Linked DNA regions of Gasterosteus aculeatus: region 1 is linked to region 2. Evidence: chromatin contacts called from public Hi-C data. All regions are on one chromosome and are shown on one strand. Each heading gives the region's core, a stretch centred on a gene start, on an enhancer-like site or on the middle of the called end of the contact. The rest is flanking DNA. Distances are from core to core; before and after follow the strand shown.

What was found. A called contact is a pair of places that touch in the nucleus more often than the background predicts.
Region 1: a Hi-C map of skeletal muscle shows a contact between it and region 2, with 7 times the contacts expected there. The contact joins the enhancer-like site here to the promoter of rwdd in region 2. A contact is called at or near these places in 4 of 6 Hi-C or Micro-C datasets (skeletal muscle, tail fin and whole body).

What each region holds. Positions count from the first base shown.
Region 1 is chr7:12,671,186-12,674,486 of fGasAcu3.hap1.1, reverse strand. adam19a (ADAM metallopeptidase domain 19a) reads right to left here. Exons shown (of 23, transcript XM_040179604.2): 22 at 1,612-1,820; 23 at 1-140. The coding sequence ends at 89. Among protein-coding and RNA genes, the nearest start is that of LOC120821232, 13 kb to the left of the region's middle. Within about 2 kb of position 1,731, at least 1 of the 9 cell types and tissues checked has open chromatin away from gene starts, as enhancers often do.
Region 2 is chr7:12,506,961-12,510,016 of fGasAcu3.hap1.1, reverse strand. rwdd (RWD domain containing 4) reads left to right here and starts at 1,314. Exons shown (of 8, transcript XM_078105771.1): 1 at 1,314-1,532; 2 at 2,195-2,275; 3 at 2,371-2,480; 4 at 2,688-2,838. The coding sequence starts at 1,509.

The sequences.
Region 1 (3,301 bases), core at 482-2,981, 160 kb before region 2:
GACAGCTCTGGGGTTTACCGGCCACGGTCTTTTAGTGCAAATAGGCTGTCAGCTGCTGCCTCCTCAGGGTGGAGGGTGGAGGAGAAGGTCATTTTCGTGGCAGAGACGAGGCCGCGTTTGCTTTGGCACCTGGGACTGGTCTGGAAGGAGAAGGACAAAAAGAAGGCATTCTGTCTTAATGTCAAACTTTTACAGACTTTCTTATATTTTGGAACCGGGTGTGAACAATTGATTTGTATATCATAGCCTGATATCTCTTCCCCTGTGGCATAGAGCTCCATTCTTGTCTTGAAACATATCAATGACCCAAGCTGTTTCACCGGGTCACATGTTCCTTGTACAAAATCCCCAAACCATGACGTATTTAAAATAACAAGATCGTATATTGGAAGGCGTAATCTTGTTGTTAGGAAGTATGCATTAAAATTACACAGGAGACAATAGGGAGGCAGGATTGATGAGACAATTTTATTTTTCAAGTCAAAAGTTTGCTGTTGGAAAGTCATAAATAGTTCTCGAATCTCCAGTCAAATTTAGTAAGTTGGTGAGTAAGCAAAGTCTGATTTATGTCATAGTAGTCACACTATCTCAAATGATTTTGGCCAGTGGCCGCTGGCCCATAGAGGGCCGTGGGGCCTTGAGCCACAAAAAAAAGGGAGATTCTTTATTACATTAAAAATACATTTTACAAATAGTCAATATTTGTGTTTTTGAAATATGAAATATACCCAGTAATATTTGGAAAAATAAGATATCTGCACGTCCTCCCCTTCTGCTTGTCTCAGCTGGGCTCGGGCCAGACCCAATAGAAGCCAAAATGGAAAGATGCGGGAGTAAAGCCTAGTTTATGCTTCTGCGTTTTCAGAGCGCCGCAGACGTAAGACCCCCTTGCGTGTCCCTTGCGTGCCTTTTCACACCTCCTTGCGTCCTTGCGTGTGTCGAGACATTTTTCAACGCAAGCCTCCCGCAGCGCACCAGGCTGCGATTGGTCCGCTAACTACATCCTTTACGGAGTCGCACATTTCCGTTTTCATAGCCCGATTCCGCCATTATTAAAACGAAGAATGTTTACGAGAGAACGGATCAGATTGAACAACTTTACCACACATACCACTCTAACAATCTTACTATCATACATGCCACTTTCAATTACGGTCGCCCCATTCTTGCTTTGCACGTTGCTTGTTCACACACAAGATATCTGTTGTTTGTAGACATAAAATGACAACAATTATTTTATAGCATTTCATTTTTACCAGTTTGGTGTTAAGGTGATGTGGAAATATTACAACGTTTGAGATTTTACATAGAAGGGTCCAGGGTGCTGATTGAGACTTGAGATCACAAGGTGTATGTAAAGGTGTGCACATTGTAAATAGACGTATGTTGCTGATGCAAATTTCAGAGAGAGAACAATTATTAATATTTAAGTTGTTAAACTATGTAACATCGTTATAAAGAGTCCTGTGAGTACTTTCACCCCTCCAACCTTTGCTCTGTGACACTTTTCCCTTAGCTGGAAACATAAAACCCTCTTATTTTATACCACAATTGAAAGAATCCTGGGCCACTAAGAATACTCTACAATGCAGCGTGTCTATGTGTGCCTACCTGAGAGCACGGAGAGGAGGGATGGCTGAGACTTTGCCCACAGGTTTGGGTCCCACTGCAGGTGGCATCATGACCAGCAGGCCCGGGGAGGGTTTGGAGACCAGGGTTCGGGCTGGACTCACTGTGGGGGAGGCTCCTCTAGCTGGGCTGAGAGGGAGAGGCCTCTGGGGAGGGAAGGGAGACGGTCTGGGAAGCAGCTCACACACCAACTAAAAGGGAATAGAAACATGGATTGTTGACATTTCCATTATTAGTACACCAAGACCTACTTCTTGATCAGGAGTCATCAGCATGTGTTACACACTCGTCCTGGCACACGGAAACAGCAGGGAGGAGAGCAGAGCTCTGCGCTGGACTCGATCCAGGTTGTCTCCGAAATATGTTCAGCTGGCTGATAAGAGGAGAAGTCTCACTACAGTAGATTAAAATCACCTCAAACGATTACATCCCAAAGTCAACTCATATCAAATAGTGGATATTTGACACAAATAAGAAAAAAGTAAAAGCTTGGCCTTAAAGGCCTTTTACATTTAACAGAGAAGGAGTGATTAGAGAGGATAGATCAATAAGAAAGCAATTAGAAAAAAAAAACTGCATTTATTATTTATTCAGGGTTCAGATCAAATGAATCTATTAAGGAATCTGATATATTATTCCAGTCATTTTCGCATTAATGTGCATTTGGCAATATCTCTGGATTACATTTACTAGTCAGCTGTTTAGCTGCAGTCACGAGCATTTCCTTCATCGCATGGCTTCAAAAAACGGATGTCTCCTAATCTGTGTAAACAAAGGTATGTAGACTTATGTTGAGAGTACAAACCCTATAGGACTTGAGCTCATAAGATGTTTTCCAGATGTTGGCTCTGTGTTAGAACTGAGCTCTTCTGTCTTGTAAAAAAATATTTATTTTACTTTAAGCGTATATGAGGAAGTAACAAGTGAGCACCTATAATAGTTGAGGAAAATAGCTGCTTTGGAAACAGCTCAACATTTAATTAGAAGTAAATTACCAGTGACAGAGATACGATGCAGTTGTAGTCTTATTTACATATGCTTCATATATTTGAAATTGAATCTAATTCAGTAAATATGTATTTGTTTGTGTGTGCTGTTTTGTTTTTGTCTTTTTTAAATCACCTCATGCTACCTTGTGATATTTGAACAATGAGTTAAATCATAGGACCACAGTTCAAATCTTATTCCCCAACTTCTATGCCAATCTCATCTAAATATAGCGGAAATGATGTTATTCTATAAATATTAATCTGACTCAATTCAAGACCAAGATAATGGTAATGTATGCTCACCTGCCGGAGCTCACCACATGTTGCCGGTTTTCAAAAAGCTCTTACTGTAGGCGGTGCTGGTAAAATGGGGATTTATTGAACATTCAAGCTGCCTGACAGCTTGTATAGTTGCCCTGTTTGTCAGCAAAATTTGGGGAATAAAACTGAAGTTTTTTTCTTATATATATATATATATATATATATATATATATATATATATATATATATATATGTGGAGATCCCTCGCTACCATTCTCCCTGCACATAGTAGCCACAGCAGTTGATTTCCAAATGTAAAAAGAGATATCCTTTGTGGCTCCCTGCCTAGATAGCGTTTATCATTCTTCAATTCTGTTCAGATTTGGAAAAAAGTCATCTGAAATCATTTTGACGTTAGGGCT
Region 2 (3,056 bases), core at 65-2,564:
TGGCTCTAATGGGATTTTTTGTCACTTTAAATGAGTATTGCACCCACTGTCTCTTGTAATTGGAATCCTGCTGACACACTCTCTATAAAGTGTTCTAGCACATTATGGTACAAAACAGACAAACAATACAACCCACTCTGTATTCACTCCCCTCACAGCACAAAATACACTCCTCAACAAATTAAGATTAATCCAGGGCTCAGCTGCACGTCTGCTCTCCCATTCCACCAGAGATCACATCACCGCAGTCCACCAAACCCTCCACTGGCTCTCTATACAGCAGAGATTCTACTTTTATATTATATTGTGTCCACATCTCTAAGGACCTCTCTTGGACCCTCAACACCTCATCCCTGGTAAAGAAAGCACACCAGCGTCTCTTCTTCCTGAGGAGACTGAAGAAGGCCCATCTGTCTCCTCAGATTCTAGAGAATTTCTACCGCTGTACCATAGAAAGCATCCTTACAAACTGCATCTCCGTATGGTATGGCAGCTGCTCTGTCGCGGACCGTAAATCACTGCAGAGGGTGGTGAAAACTGCCCAACGCATCACCGGTTCCTCACTCCATTGAGACTGTCCAGAGCAAGAGATGTCTGCAGAGGGCACCCAAGCCACAGACTGTTTGCCCTCCTCCCCTCTAGGAGGCGCTACAGGGTGCTTTATTCACTTATTACACTTTACATATGCACATACTCTGCACTTTTTGCTATTTTGCACTCTGGTTGGATGTTAAACTGCATTTCGTTGCATCAGTACTTGTACCCTGTGCAATGACAATAAAGTTGAATCTAATCTAATCTAATCTAATATTTGATTGGAAATCCTACTTAGAAAGTGTTTGCTAGAGATTAAGTTGTATTGTCTTTGTCTTCTTAGTTGATATAGCAGAACGTAAAACATATGTACGTCCCAAAATCTTTGGGATATAACCAAAGAGTTTCATAAAAATCTGATTAACGTCTAACAGATTCCATTTTAATGCTCCATTGTTATAATAGTTACATATTATGTTATTTTTCAGATGCTTTTATTTGGTCACTTCACTCAGTAGAGTAGAGAATTCGCTATAATCAAATGTTGCTGACGTTGAACCACATGTTATTTATAATAGTATATATTTATAATATATATCATTTCAGAGAAACTTTTGGTCCCTAAACCCACATTTATTGTTATGTACCAGGGATACAAACAGGTTATCAATGTTTTAGTCACATTTAGGTACATTTTTACAACACTCACGTAAAATAGTAGTCTATGATTTCCTATAATAAATTATTGTTATTATTATTATTACAACACATACTAGAAGCATCCGCTGATGAGAAGGTTCAAAGTTCACGCAGAGGCTTACTGCGCATGCGTCTAAAATGGTGGCATTACCCCCAACAACTCGGGAAGTTGTGAGATTATCATCATAATTTTATCAAGCAAAATGGGTTGTTGACTCTGGGACTGGTGAAAACGTTACACAGAGAGAATATCATACTAAAACAGAAGCGGCATCATGACAGCTAACGAGGATCAAGAGGTATGAATGAGTGACGGTGCAGTAGTGGGCTAGCTGCCGTTAGCGGCTAACCGCTAACTAACGTTAGGTACTAGCGTGACTGCTAGCATATTAGCGTCAGTCCAGGCGGATCGGTTTAGTTGGCATTATTCTCGTTACACAGTCAAACAAGTCAACGTTTTATTTGAAGTGAAAGAGCTCCACTTGGAGGGTCCACGACTCGTTAAGCAGCTTTGCGCATGACGGGAGTAAATGGCAAACCAAACTCCATTCAAAAGTATGCCAAGTACGTGCAACGTAAACCTCGAATCAATACATTTTTTTTAACATCATGTCGTTGGATCCATCCAGTGTAACTTCTCTGTTGAGCAGCGATGCATTACACCGATTAGATGCCGCTGCTCGATCTTATCAGTTTGGCATCATAACAGAACACTAATAACGTGGCGTTAAGTTAGAAGATGGATTCAACACGTGAAGTTGTCTTGAGGTTCACACGTTTACCCAACTTATTACCACATCGTCATTATCCCGTGAAAGGTCTTCGGGCGTGGTTCAACCTGCATACCCGTGTTAGATTTACAGATCATTTACAATATTGTCGGGTGGACGCTGTCTCACATTCTGCCGCTCATAAGATCACCGACTAAATCTTCCATGCGATTTGCCTCCTTCACACACAGATGGAGCTGGAGGCTCTTCGCTCCATCTATGAGGGGGATGAGTGTTTCAAGGAAATCAGTTCGGTGTCCTTTCAGTTTAGGGTGAGTACTGTCCCCCTGTACTGTCCTCTGTGCTGTGCCCCTGTACTGTCCTCTGTATACCTTCTCTTACCTTCTACTTTAATGTTATACAACAGATAGGAGCGCTTGAAGACAAAAATGCGTTCATCCTGGACCTCACCTGGCCTGAGATGTACCCTGAGACGGCCCCGCAAATCTCCTTGGATGCTTTTTTCAACAACAGAATGTAAGTCAAAGGAAACTGACTTTATTATTAATATTATATTGGTAAGCCTTGGTTTACATTTGGAAAATCTGATGGCAGATTGACTGACATTAAAATCTGGACACACCAGAGTGTTGTCGGGTTCTTTTGAATTTTGAAAATTGTTGCAGTTTGTCAGTACAACAACCACAATCTTATCATCATCAAATCATGCTGATTTCACAACAGCTCTGCAGAGACAAAGCAGCTGATCCTGTCAAAGCTGGAGGAGCAAGTGGAGGCCAACCTGGGCACCGCCATGATGTATACACTGTTTGAGTGGGCCAAGGAGAACCAGGAGTCCCTCATGGAGAACCACAAGCCTGTAGTCACCGCTGTGGTTCGTATGCTTCATCCCTCAGAACAAATACAGCACTACCGTTTTAATTGACATATTAAGTACTTTAGACATACAAGAAATTGGACATGGCGGTTGGTGCATAACAGTGGACAGTAAGACAATGAGACACTGGACAACAAGACAAATAACACAGTGCAGGAGACATTACATTTTTATAAATTTCATCATTGGTGTGAGACATCTTCTTTGCTGGTTTG